Linked DNA regions of Manis pentadactyla: region 1 is linked to region 2. Evidence: chromatin contacts called from public Hi-C data. All regions are on one chromosome and are shown on one strand. The core of a region is the stretch at or near the end of the contact, and the rest is flanking DNA. Distances in the headings are between cores, read along the strand shown. Region 1 holds the start of DDIAS (DNA damage induced apoptosis suppressor). Region 2 holds the start of PCF11 (PCF11 cleavage and polyadenylation factor subunit).

What was found. Hi-C and Micro-C count contacts between places; a contact is called where the count stands out from the background.
Region 1: a Hi-C map of skin fibroblasts shows a contact between it and region 2, with 2.9 times the contacts expected there. The contact joins the promoter of DDIAS here to the promoter of PCF11 in region 2. A contact is called at or near these places in 2 of 3 Hi-C or Micro-C datasets (fibroblasts and skin fibroblasts).

What each region holds. Positions count from the first base shown.
Region 1 is chr9:32,346,765-32,354,041 of mManPen7.hap1, reverse strand. It overlaps DDIAS (DNA damage induced apoptosis suppressor), which reads left to right and starts at 3,739. Exons shown (of 5, transcript XM_036895503.2): 1 at 3,739-3,891; 2 at 4,201-4,329. The coding sequence starts at 4,217.
Region 2 is chr9:32,182,917-32,190,099 of mManPen7.hap1, reverse strand. PCF11 (PCF11 cleavage and polyadenylation factor subunit) reads left to right here and starts at 2,307. Exons shown (of 16, transcript XM_036895379.2): 1 at 2,307-2,818; 2 at 6,461-6,586. The coding sequence starts at 2,627.

The sequences.
Region 1 (7,277 bases), core at 2,490-4,989, 160 kb before region 2:
TGGTAAATTAACAAAGCCTCATTGGGTTATGATTTAGCTCCCCATATGGCTTAACTAGAAAGAGAGAAAGAAGTATTCCATGTTAAATTAAAAATGTACTATAATGTGTCCATCTGGAGCCCACATATTTTAATTAGTTTAAGTCTATCAGAATCTTCCTTACCGGACTTTGACTTGGGCAGTCTCTGGGCCTTCGGGGAAAAAAAGCCAACAGAGGCCCTAAATGAGCTCCCATCGACCTACCCTAACATTTATCCTCTTCTCCCTCTCTCTCCATCTCAGCCTCCTTGTTTCTACATGTATGTGTGAGAGACTGAGATCCAAGGTTTTCTTTGTATGTTATTGCCAAGTTCCCTACCTAACATTTTCATTATATTTGATTTTTCTAATTATAAAAGTAATACATGTAGAAAATGTTTTAAATATATATATAGGAAATAAAAATTCCCTTTAATCTGACAACTCAAAGAAAATACTTTTCGAAAAAAGATTTTGTATTTTTCTAACTATCCTCCTCTCTCCATCCCAAGCTAAGACTAGATCAGTCCCCTTGAACTGTATCCTTGTGGCATTATGACATTTCTTTCATAGGACTTGCTATTTCAGTTAAATTTTTTGTGTGATTATCAGTTTAATACCTATCTCTTGCACTAGACTGTAAGTCTAGTGACCAGGTAAGGACTTATCTATGTTGTCCATCACTTATACCCAACACCTGCTATTTAACAGCTGCACAGAAAATAACTGATTAATAAGTAAATATATTGAGCTTACTAATTGGAATATGGTTTGCTGACTGATGGAGCTGAAAGAAATCACCATCCTTCCCAATAAAATACAGAAGAAAGATAAATTCCAGGAGATACTACATGTGAAGTTGTTCCCAAGTCTGTCACCACGTTTTCCTAACTTCAGTATTTACCCATTCCTGGTGCCTCCTTCATCTATTCATCAAACACGAATTCACCATAGTGCAAGTCAGGCAGTAGGGAGAGAGAGAGAGAAAATAAAGTAGGTAACAAGTACCATAGGGAATAACTAACAGTAACAGCCTGAAAGAACCTAATTGCATTTTTGTCCACCAAACAATGATGGAAAGTCTTTTTGCCGTTTGCTGGGATTTACAGATAAACACAAATAATTAAATTAGTTTAATGACCTTCATTTCAGTTCCCAAATTCGCCATTGTTATAGTTTTCTACATAACTTACTTGTTCCACTAGAGGGCAATAAACCCCTAAATAAAGACAATTTAACCAACCTTTCTTTAAAAATATGACAATTAGTGCTTGCACAATTTAGAAATTAATCCCCAAATATTCTTCCTCATTTAAGTTTTTGGGGTTTTTTTTTTTTAGTTTAAGTTCGCTTATTGGTGAGTTGTGTGCTCAATTAGACAGTAAACACTTTACAGCAGGAAGTGTCTTCTTTTTCATTGTGTCCCCCACACTTAGCACAGTGTCCTAGTCCTGTTTCATGTTTAATCCATTTCCTAAAATTTGATAATTTTGTAAAGAATGATTTGATAAACATCCATATAGTTTTGGTACAATATAAAAATCTATTTTAGAGCCCTAAAGAAGACAGTTTCTGCTTGTAATATGACCAAATTGAAGAAAAAAATTAGAATGAGGATAAATGTAAATAATGATTAAAATAAGTTCTAATTAAGATACTATATATGAAACTACTCTGCACTTTATATGCAAGTATAAGATTATTTTGCTATGTGGTAGAATTGCTTTATGTTTAATAGTATATAGCAAAACTGGCTTAGGAAAAGGAAAGTGAGAAATCAGGAAAAATTAATAGCTGAAGTTCAGATTGACAGTTTTGAGCTTGGCACTGGGGATATAAAGAGATGGTCCCTTTACAATCTTACCCTGGCTCCAGAAAAAAAACATTGAACAGATCAATTCACTGTAATATGATAAGTGATAAAAAGTAGGGAAAACCTGGAAAAGAAAGCTTCCTGGAGAAGACCCCTGAAAAGAATCTTAAAAAAAAATAAACATTAGCCAAGAGAGTGAAAGAACATTTTAGATGGAAGGAAGAGTGGGAAAAAAAACCCCAAAGGCACAGAAATGTGAAACATACTATGGCAGGCAGTGTTTGGGAGTACGGAGGAGAACAAAGAACACAGCTCAGATTACTTTTTTGTGCGCCATTTAGCATAAATTACTAGTACATAAAGAACAAGGAAAAGAATCATGGAAACACATGAGGGAGAATAAAATCAAATACAAAATAAACTAGACAAAACAAATAGTAGGACTAACAAAGTACAGTAGTATAAGATTTAGAAAAAGAAGAAAAGCCATCCTATAGAGAAAGGTCTTTTTAAGGGGGCATTAAATGAAAAATGAAAATCCTATTGTGTGGCATATACCTACTCTTAAAAATTTTTTTCTTAAATTGCAAGATTCTGCTTATGGTTTTTCATGTGTTCAATGAATATTTATTGAAAACTTACTTCTCCTGAGCACTGAATAATACAGCACAAGATAGATTAGGTTCCTGTCTTCATGAAACTTTCAGATTAGTGGGGGTAGAAGAAATAAGTAAATGTATATATTACGTGATATATGATGCATTTTCATGGTTTCATATATAGTGAACATGGTTAGTACCATGAAGGAATAAGATGGGTAATATAGAAACTATGAGGAAATGGGTGTCTACTTGAAATTAAAGTGGGGCCTTCTTGGGGGGTAACATTAAAGACTGAAGGATGAGAATGAGCCAGGTATTTGAAGAACTAAGGTATTCTAGACAAAGAGAAAGGTAAGCACAAAAGCCCAAGAAGAGATACCATTTAGGGTATTTGAGAAGCATGGCTTGAAGTACAGTGACTAAGGGGGAGAGTGGTACAAGGGAAGGTCAGGAAGGTGGGGTAGATGACCTAGGGCCTCAAAGGCTACTGTAGGGAACTGAGGCTTCATAAGCAGAATTTTAAGCAAGTAACATTTTCTCTGAAGGGAGCTTAGCCCAGATATATGTCCCCTAGTGCAGAGGTAGATGTACCACCATATTACACCCTCCCCCAAATTGGACTTTTTAGAGGATGTGTAGAGGGAAGATGCCTTTGCTGGCACACATTCATCACTTTTTGGGTTATTAGGGAACCTGAGGTTAGTAGCACTAATAATGTGTTCAGTGATCTTTCTTTCTGCCTTCCCTTTGTATCCTATACCACCTAATCTTCCTTGTCCTTAGAGATTGCCATGTAGCCTAAGATGATAACCAAATCTAGGAATACATATGTGCTTTTGGTAGAACCTTACTAATCATGTATACCTAAGGGTCCCATAACAAGGATAACAACAGAGAATTAGGCAGGATTAATTTTTTTACTTTCTCTATCTTCCCTTTAGTAACATAGAAATCAGTAATTCCATTTATCTTTCATTTTTACAAGTTTCTATCTTACTACTCTAGGTAGCAAGATTTTATTTTCACAGAAATACTGTTTTGATTAATAAGATCTCCCTTCTGTAGTTACCACACTTCTAAATTTTGACCATCCTTAGGAAAAGCCATACCTAAAAGATTGTTGAACATGTACACAGACTTTCATTTCAGAATATTTATATTATGCTATAAATAAGATCTATTTTTAAAATTTTGATAAACCAACAATTGAACTTTTAAAAAGAAAGTATGAAAGCAATACATTGGTATTATTGCTTTACTTCTCTGATGTTTTTCACATAAGGATCTGAAGCACTTTGAACTCTGACCTTGTAACATTTTGATTTTTCTGTTTGCAGAACCTGAGTTTTTTTTTTCTCTTCAAGCTGTATAAAAATGTGCACACTGAAATCCAATGAAGTGATTTTCTCAGCTAAAAAGAGCCATTACCCACCAATTTAAGTTCTTTAAAAGATTCATGTAAGTTCATTCCTATTGATGGTAGAAACAAATTCTATTGATAAAGATGTGAAACAAGCTAAATGTCTTTCTTGAAGATGGAGCATTATTCAAAAACAGAATATTTATTTGAGCTACTGTGTTTTAAATCTTATTTTCCTATTAAAACATTTAATTGAGCAGAAAAAGAGAACTAGTTTTCCAGTACATTAACACTGCAAAAAACATCTGTTGACTTTGTAATGGAGGTTAAATGGTTTTCCTAAGAAATGAATTATGTACCTACAATTAAAGACTGGCCAGTCATCCCCATGGCTTTTTGTTTTGCAGGCCACAGTGAGAACACATGAATGGAAGAAGAAAATTTCTTCTTGCCTCAGTTCTTGCTCTCCAGAATTCAAGTTTTATATATCCTTCATGTCAAAAGTGCTTCTCTCGGGTAATTCTCATCTCCAAAAGGTAAAAGTAAAGCCTGTAAGCATGAGAGGAAATTCAAGTGTCTGCTGTAGATTCCCCATGGCTAGAGGACGAGTAAGGATTAAGTTCGCCACACCAGGACATAAGGCTCTTTCGGGTTGGTTATTCTGTAAGTCCTGGAGTAGAATTGGCTAGTAGTCCTCTGTTGCTAGAGGGAAGTAAGTCCCTATCCTGTTAGAAAACCACAATCCATTTCTGGGCTAGCCCTGGTATAGTATAGGGGTTTTTTGTTGATTGTTTGCTTATTTTTGCCTGATCCCTAGCTTATTTTTTAAATAAATAAAACTTCTTGAGAACAAGGACTTCATAGTACTCTCTGTAGCCTCCAGAGGCTTGGATAGTGTTTGCACATACTACTATGTTATGATACTGAGATGCAGGCCAGGTATAGCTGAAAGCCTACGATTCTTCTCTGATCTTGATAGAGTACAAAAGAGGGATTAGGGTTGGTGTTCTTTAAGAATACTTTCTCTCTGCCAGAGGAGAGGGAGGATAAGGATATATGTAACTACCTCATGGTGTATGAGGAAGAGTAATTATGCCAGCAATATTCTTAACTAGTCTTTTTTGTCTAGTTAGCATTGAATGGAGAGGAATTGGCACCTGAGCCCACATCTAGACCCTAAGTCATCCTTCCAGTAGTTATCATTGTTCCTTATTAAGCCATTCTCCCAAGTAACTCATTTGTGAACTCTGAGAGACTCTGTTTTTGCTATTCATCATTAAATGTACAGCCTAGGATCCAGTTCACAGAAAACGCAACAGATGTTTGTTAAATGAATGAGTAAATGACAGTATGATAGTGTCTCGAGTCTGAACTTTGATCACCCATTTTCAGGTTCCTTTCTATATGAAAAAACTAAAACTCGGGCTATTTACCTTTGATCAGGATCCATTCTTAGAAGAATTGTGTGATATAATGGAGCTATTTCAAGCTTCAGAGATCCTAGCCGGGTTGCAGATAGGCTCTGACACTTGATAGTTGTATGATCTATGGCAAGATACTTCTGTGAATCTACTCACTTTAAAGTGGGATAATAATACCCACAAAGTTACAGATAATGACCATACATGACATATATTAGGATTTCTAAAATGGAAATACAAATCTATTTATATAAAATACAAATCTAAGTATACTTTACCTATCGCAGTATAACATGGTGATTAAAAAGCATAATTGTCTAGAGACAAACTGCCTCCCTTTTTGGAAGCCAGGTTCCCAACATTGCCACTTAAAGCTGTGTGGCCTTGGGTAAGTCACTTAAATTATCTGGGCCTCAAAATGCAGAGAGTACTATCTGCCTCTAGGGTTGTTGTAAGGATCTAATGAGTTAATATATATGAAATGCTTAGAACACTGTGTGATACATAATCAGTAATATATAGATGTGAAATATTTTTAAAACTAGGTTTTTTCCCAAGTCTTTTCTTTTAAAGACAATCTGCCACAAAATTAGGTTGAACAGTACTGCCAAGTATCTCTTTAGACTGGTAATAACAATAGGTAACATTAATGAATATTTACCATGCACTGGGTACTATGCTAGGAGCTTTGTAAGACTTATGTCTTTTAATACATAGTCCTATGAGGGAATGCTATTGTTAATACCAGTCTTCAAAAGAAAAAAAGCTTAGAAAGTTTAAGTAACTTGCCAAAAATCACACAACCAGCTAGTTAGTGGCAGAAACATAGTCAAGCCTAAACAGTGTAGCTGCCATCTACATTCATAATCACTATATCACCTCCAAATTAGCACTGGAATTTGTATCCAGAATGATATCTCCCCCTCTCTTTCCCAAAGCTTAAGATGCCTCAAGAAACCAGAGCTCTGACTGAGCCATTTAGGTACTAAAACCCACAGCACTTGGTCCTTGCCTGTGGAAACAGTCCTTGGAAATACAACCTATTTTATATGTATAGTACATTGTCAACACACAAGAAAATCTATTCCCATAATTTCCAGTGCTTATCTTTTCTGCAGTTATTTCTTCTTTCCTTTTTCCTTACATGGAGTCAGTTGTAAGCCAATGCAAGGAAACAAATTCCTCACTTTTATTTCCTACTGCTGCAGCACAGCAAGTTTAGGATGGGGATTCCATACTCTAGCCTTTGCAGAAGATTTTAAAGACACTGAAGATAAAAAATGACTGCTCCGTAAAGACTGAACCCCAAATCCTTAGCAACAACCACCAAAATAGGTGCTTTGTGTTTTATACAGCTAACTTTTTCATTTGTTTAACCTCCGAGATTAATGCAGTGGTGGTTTTCAAATTATATTCTACAGATCCTTAGCGCTCCATTGAGGTGCTTTTAGAGGGAGAAAGGACTTAGAGAAGTAATAGTGCTGACTAGTAGGTAGGGCTTGGGGGTCCCCCAATTTAGTTTCAACAAGAGCTCCATTCTCATCCTTACATAGGGTTCCAAGTTAGATTTTATTTGAAAAGGGATTCCATGATATAAAGATATAGACAAAAATATTTTTTAGAATGTATAAAATGGCCCTTCATCTGAGATTATCATATTCATATATATAAATGCATACATATGTCCTTCTATATGGGAACATGGTAACCTTCTCAGATGAAAAACCAAACTATATATATGACCATATATATGATTTTGTGTATGTATATGTACTTCCAAAAATTATGAACAATTGAGGGGACTTAATTATCCAGGTGAACTACCCACCCAACCCAAACAGATATAAGTTGCCTTTCTAGATGACTTAATGGGACCCCTAGGCCCTTTAGTCTAGAAATCTGTCTCTAACACCAACTTTTCCCATCTTAACATGGGAATCATAATTCAGAGACTACCTAAACTCCCCCCAAACACCCAAAAAGTCTGTATCATTTACTTTAACAAGTAAAATTGAATTTCACACACATCAGTCATAGTTTTCTCCTGTAGGGAGGAGAATAGT
Region 2 (7,183 bases), core at 1,058-3,557:
GTTCACTATCTGTCTTTAAAGGGATTGGTTCTTCATTCTTTTCTCTGGATTGGTTTTTAATTCTTTTCCCTTACTTCCCTTTTACTTTCTATGTTTAGTATATTCATTTCAGTCTTTCTGATGACATCAAAAATTTACATCAGAAGGGTACTGAATTGCCTAGAACAGTGGTTGTGTTAGGAGGAATTAACTTCTCTTGTAAATACTATGAACCAAGGGAGGAGGACAGTTATTTTCCTCAAAAGAATGGAAAGACTTCATATTCTGTGGAAACACAATAATCAGTGGGTTTGATTTTTGAAAATAGTTCTGGAATACCCTGTTTCCTCGTCCAATGTCATACTTCTTCATATTACTCCAGGAAGGCCAGGTAAAGGGCCTATCACTTTTACCACTGCACCTAGCATAGACATGCACAGATAACTGGGGCTTACTGTTGGTACAGAGTGCATTAGTTGCATATTCTGATGAAAGAACTGGCACTGAAACTCTTATGGGAGAAGTTTCATGCATTCAGTTGTATATTTAAAAATACTGATTATCTAGTATGTGGTCTGTCCTGAGGATATAAAGAAAAAATATTCTTGTAGGGTATCGAATAAGATTGCTTTCCTACATCCTTTGTGGGTACCCAGATTTGTTGATTTATATGCCAAGCATACATTGTTTCCTGTGTGGCCTGGAAGGGATACAATAGAAAGCAAATCAGAGCTTTGAAAACGTTTTATTTTTACAAATTTTCACTTGGCTATTAAAAGGATATATAAAACAATAGTGAAAGGCAGATATTTTCTACAACTCTAAGTTTAGTAACTAAATTCACTTCTAAAATTACAAGGAAAAAAAGAGTACTATTTTACCTGAAATATTTCCCTCCAGAAAATAGGAACTTTGAAAGTTCCTTATTTATTAGATCTAAATATACCCTAACACTGGTAAGAAATTACTGAGATCAATAAATATCTATTCAACAATATTCATTAGCTTCAAACGAGAAAAGACAAGCTCTCCTCCCCAGGCTTTACTTCTCATTCGTATGCGGTATCACGTTAACAAGAAATGAAAAATACCTGTGTCAATACAATCTTGTACACTTTAAGTACATGCAGTTTATTATATATCAACTATAGGTCAATAAGCCTGGTTAAAAATAAACCAAACCAAGTGAAAATGTTACTTTACATGCAACAAAAGAATTAACTTCGTTCATTTCTTTAGAGAGATATCTCTGGAGAACAACTAAGTCTCTAATAGCTTGAGGACAATGGTGAAGCAAATTATAAGTAATACCTAATTCCTTCAAGTTATTACATATTTTTAAAAATACGCTTTTGGTTTATTGTGTTATGCTGCAGCTCCATGGCAGAACTATTTGAATGCTTTGTTTCGAGAGCATCATTTGCAAAATCCAAGTAGTATTTTAGAAGCTTGGGGAACGATCCTTACAAGTAAGAAATACATTTTTTTTTCTGCGTACTCTAGATCGCGCGTTCTAGGGTTGTTTGGAAGGGCAGAAGATTGAGAGGGGCATCAGGCTCGGGACTGGGTGTGGCTGTTGTAGGAAAGCCTTCGTGAAGACTGAGTGGGCTCCCCAAAGAGCTTCAAATCCCTAGGGAAAAGCCTTTCACACACAACCTCTAAATAAAGGCATTTTCCTGGGGATTCAACTCAGAAGGACGGCCTCGGTGTTTTTCTTTGTGGACGTGAGAAGCAGCGCGCTGGAGTCCACTCTCCGGAGACTTCGAGGTTCCGGGTATATTCGACCCCTCCCTCCCGGCCTTAGTTCCGGGTGGGACAAATCTGTCCGGGCAGCTGGACCCGCCCGGACTCTCGGGAGCACCTGAGCCGCGAGCGGCGCTGGGTGGTGGGACAGGCCGACACTCCCCTCATCCCCCACCCCCGGCCTCCGGCGCCCGGGCAGGCGGGAGGGAGGATGACTGACGGAGCCATTAAGAGTCTAGGGCATTGCAGAGGGAGGGACGAAGACGGGTTGGCCGCACTTCCCCCTTAAACTGGTGGGGTTGGCCTCGCGAACAGATTCCCCAGCCCTATTCGCCTCCTTGAATGGGTTGTTATGGTAACAGATGACCGAACAGTCCCTTACGAATCGGCCAATGAGAGAAGCCGTCTTTTCCACCGCACCTCTAGCAGTTAGGTGTTGCGAAAGCCCGGGGTAGGGTCTCGAGAAGAAGGAGGGGCCAATACGTCCTGCGGAAGGACCCGAGGCGGCGTTTGAGACGTTTCAGGAAGAGCCAATCACGCCTGGCTTTATCAACGGCCCCGCCCCTTTACCGCACATTTCCCCTCCCCTTGCTCATTTCGCACGACGCAGCGGTTGAGAACACAGACATTTTCGGAGCTGGAGCCGCCACTCTTGCCGCCATTTTGTGTCTGTGGAGAAAGAAACCTCTGGTGGCTGGAAGTGCGCGGAGATCCCCCGTGAGACGGCGGCGTCTCATAGCCGAGGTTCCCCCTGTGTCGTCCCCCAACCCCCCTCCGCGGTCAGCATGTGGTGAAGCCGGAGCCGCGAGATCCTGGGAGAGGAAGAGGAGTCGGAAGGGAGGCGGGGTATCGAGAGCGGCTTCAGCTTCAGCTGCGGCGGACCTCGGAGGGGGGCCGCGGCGCAATGTCAGAGCAGACGCCGGCCGAGGCCGGTACTGCGGGGGCCCGGGACGACGCCTGTCGGGATTATCAGTCATCTCTTGAAGACCTGACCTTCAATAGCAAACCGCACATCAATATGCTGACCATTCTAGCCGAGGAGAACCTGCCCTTCGCCAAGGAGATCGTCTCTCTCATCGAGGCCCAAACCGCCAAGGTTTTTATACACCCCGCAGCCTCCTATTCTTCTAATACTCCCTGATTTTAGTGTCAGCCTCATCCCAGGTCTCGCTTCCGTCCAAAGGGGGACAGTGTTCCTTCTCTCCAACCCTCCCCGTCCAACTCAGGCTCGGTCTTTGGCCCAGGCTTCGAGCGTGGGCCTCTCGCGGGGAGGGAGTGGGGAGGAGAAAGGGTGGAGCCCCACTTCCGCTTACCGACTCCCTATTTAGGCCACCGCTTTGTACGTCCCGTCTCACGCTTTGAACAGATCCCTTTGGGGAGGGGGAGACCCAAAGGCAGTTTGTGGTGTGGGGAAGAGTTAAAGCCGTTTGAACCCCCTGGGTAGGTGGGGAGTGGGTCTTCTCCCAGTTCCCCCCCCAGTACCCCTTTGGATATTGGTGCTCTGCGGGTTGGAAGGAGGTGAAGGGGGACCTGGGAGCGAGCTGTTGGTGGGTGGGAATAGGGAATCGGCCCCGAGTGGAGCAGCCGCCTGTTAGGAGCCCAACATGGCGCCTGAAAAGCACATGATGCGAAAGGGAAGAGAGGAGAATCCATTCCCTGCCAGCCAGGCAGCTGCTCACACCCGTCAGCCCCATTTTGGGGTGGGGGCGGCTAGATACAATTTTAATTTTGTTATCGGAGGGTCTAATTTACCCTCAAAGACGGGAAATTGGGGTTGAGGGTGGGGTTTGGGTGTGGGGGGAGGAAATCTTAACCAACCTGTAGGTGGAGAACTGGCCCACTGGGTAACAAGTACTTACAGTTTTTTTTGAAAAGTTCAGTCCCTCCTCCTCTTCCTTCTCTCTTTTTTCCTCCCTTCCCTGATAGTGAAGACCTGCTTTTCTTCACCCCTTGACAGAAGTGGTCCTCTGCCACCCTATATTTCCCTGTAGTCCTCCTCTTCTGTGGATTCATGTGGGAGCGATATGTCATTTTTAAGTAAAGTTTACTGTTAAACTTTAGTTATAATGAGTTTTAATAGCTTCCCAGTACCACATTTTAAGTTATTTTTCAAGCTTGTACTTACGGTTTAGTTTTTTTCTAGTTGTTAGTGATTGAAATTAATCAGGATGAGCCTCCTTTTAGCAGAGTGAACCCCTTTTAAAAGGCCACTTTAAGAACAACCACCAATATATATTGTTTAGAGGCGGTTTCTGTCTAGTGTAAAACTGAGTGGTCTGACTCTAATAAATGGTTTTGAAATGTGTGACTGGTATTATAAAATTTGTGAATAAAACATATAAAATATGTATTTGTCTTTTTTATTTACCTTTGTAAGGTGTAGAATCTGTTTCCGAGACTTATTTTTAACTACGTGGTTGTGTGTTTTAAACAAAGTCTTTAAGTGACTTGGGTTCATTCTTGTTTAGGTTCCATCCACTATTTTGGGTAAATCTGTTCACAAGATACACGGTTTCAGGTGGTCCTTTTCATACTTTAATTTAAAGAGGACAAAAAAATAAGGCCTTTTTTTTTTTTGTAAAGGACCAACAAGTTTGTCATGCTCAGTCTGACAGCTAAACTACAAGTCTTCATTTTCGTTTTCCTGTGAATGTCTGTTTGAAACAGCTATTGTTCTATTTTTGAAGTATGAGATTTTAAAAGGAAGCGTTCCTCTTACCTACTCAACATTCTTTTTATTGATACCACAACATGTTGCACGTGAAAAAACTAAGTTTTGCCTGTTAAAGGCTTAATATTGCCTTTTTAAAAAATAAAACTGCACTTGAGTTTTTCTAAAAATGACATTTATTCTTAATCTAATTCCCTGTTTTGGGGGAATTACTAATACTCCACAGTGCCTAATACTTTAGCAGCTCAGGTTGTCACTCAACAGTTTCCTTGCTGTTTTTAATGGATCCAGAAGACCTTCGAGAAGTGAAAACTAAATGCTGAATATAGTGACCACATTAAAACTTGTGTTTGTGTGTGGACTACACAGAGTCGTAAAAATAGATGAACTATTTGCTGATAAAAGACGGATGAAGTTTTTTGGGCACACCTTCCTGGTTATTTTTGTAAAGCCAGATGGAGGAAAAGATGTAAAAGTCACTTTGGGGAAATACCTTAATCAGGGTTGGGTTGAGGGTGAGGGGAGGGATTTTCTTTCATTTGGTAGCGAACTGGCTTGGTGGTGTGTTTCTGGAGGTAAATGTTTGTGTCCTTATTCTCTAGCATCTCAGCATTAACCTTAAGAATTCACACTTAATTTGACTCCTCCCATGAGAGGCAGTAGTAGCAAAATATTACATACAAGGATTCACTTGTGCAATAAAAAAGTAGCCTACTGGACAGATTTTGGTTTTAAAGAACCTGTTTAACTTCATAAGTACAATAACTAAAATGGTGTAAAACATTACATGGTAAGATAAAGACACAGCAATAAAGCATTTGACATGTTGGTACTTAATAGTCTGCCCACATGCGGTGGCCTTGTGAACCTTTTTATTAGTACCCTAAAAGAAAGTTTTAATACAAAGTTAACCAGAGGTTTCCTTTGCCTACTTTGGTTGTAAAGGTGTTATCAGAAGCAAGAGCACTTCCACACACTTGTATGGGCAATTGGTTTTGTGAAATATGGCATTGTGTACTGCGAACTGTGAGCCTACCCTAGCTTCAGGTAGCTATGGGTAAGTTGTTCATGGCTGAGATTCCTATACACATGGGATGGGTAAATGGGGTAATTTTTTTGTTTTTGTTTTTTAATCATGGGTTCTCCTGTGGAATTAGAGTTACACTTAATTTATATGGTGTGTCTTAATGCTCCTCAAGTCTGTGAACCTGCTGATGCTTTCTGGAAACTTGCTATGCCTTCTAAAAGCCAGTGATGGGTAGGCATTGCAGTTGAACTGGGGCAACATTTTCCTCCTATGGAAAGGGCTACATGTGTCAGCGTCACCACGCTGGCAGTGCACAAATTTAGAACCCCTGGTTTGTGCACGTCAGAGGAAAAATATTTCGACGGAGAATGTGTGCTGTGAAGAAAATCTTCAGGACAAATCCTGGTTTCCAGAGTCAAGTTCAACCTGATTTACATGACTCAGCAGCCGCTCATCCAGTTTTTCTTGTATCAAAAACAACTTGCACCTTCTTGCATGTTTGTGTGCAAGTTTAAAAGTTTTTTTTTTCATTAACTTCATATGTGAGGTGTATTTAATTTCTTTGTTCATTGGATAATAGAGAAGTAATCCTAATCATTTTACAGGTAATATAAGCTTAATAGAATTTAACATGCAAACTATGCCTATGGAATTAGGGTTTCTTCCAGAAGTCTGAAAACGTCATGGAGTCTAGGCACACAAGTTAATGTGGGTCACGAGGCTTACACTTGGGTTACAGAAAATGCCCCTCTCTTCCTTCTTTTTGGTCACTTAAAACACAGGTCTTTTTTCCATATGACCTGAAATTCCATTGAGTTTTCAAGTGTATTAGATACTGTGATATCTCGTTCTGGTAATTCTGAGCTTATTTTGTGTACTCAACTAAAGATTAAGCAATGAAGTTGATTGAACACTTAGTTTCATAGAGTTTAGTTCAAAAATAGTCAACAAAAAAGTCTATTGTAGGTTTAAAAACTCACTTTTGAAAGTAATTTGGTGGCAATTCATTATACTAAACTTCTCAGTTTCTTTTTATTCAGGCTCCTTCCTCAGAGAAGCTTCCTGTTATGTACCTTATGGATTCTATCGTGAAAAACGTTGGACGAGAGTATCTCACTGCCTTTACTAAAAATCTAGTTGCAACATTTATTTGTGTGTTTGAAAAGGTATATATGCATTTAGAAACATTTGAATTTTAAAAAATGTGTTCCTGATTAAATAAATACTTGCCTTTGTGTTGGGTTTTCTTGGGTGGTGAAATTTTTTTCTTTTGAACATTTATCAAGTACCCTGTTAATATTAGATTTTTAAAGCAGATTCTAGGGATTTTATGTTATCTATTCAAGAGTAGATGGATTTGCTTCTAGAATTATTTGTTGCTGGTTTTTTAATTGTGTTTGTTCATTTGATTGAAGATCTGTGCCATTGCTAGAATATGAGCAAAATATCTGAAGCTATCAAGCGTACTTCAGATTTGTTTAGGTCTCTCTTTAGGAAGTTGACTATTTCTACCTTGGAAAAAAAGCATAATCCTCCAGTGTGTCTCAACCTGTGATTGATGCCTGAAACTTGTGGGGTTTTTTCCCTGGAAATGTTTCCTTTTGTTACTTTGTATGTTTTATGTGAATGTTTTAGGTATGTGTGAATGAATGGTGGACCAGTTAATTGCCCTTAGGTTATTTTGCAAATACCTCTCTCACACTGCCTTAGTGTTTAAAGAAAGCCTTGTTAGTTTCTATACCCAGGGATTGTAAGGTCTTTCT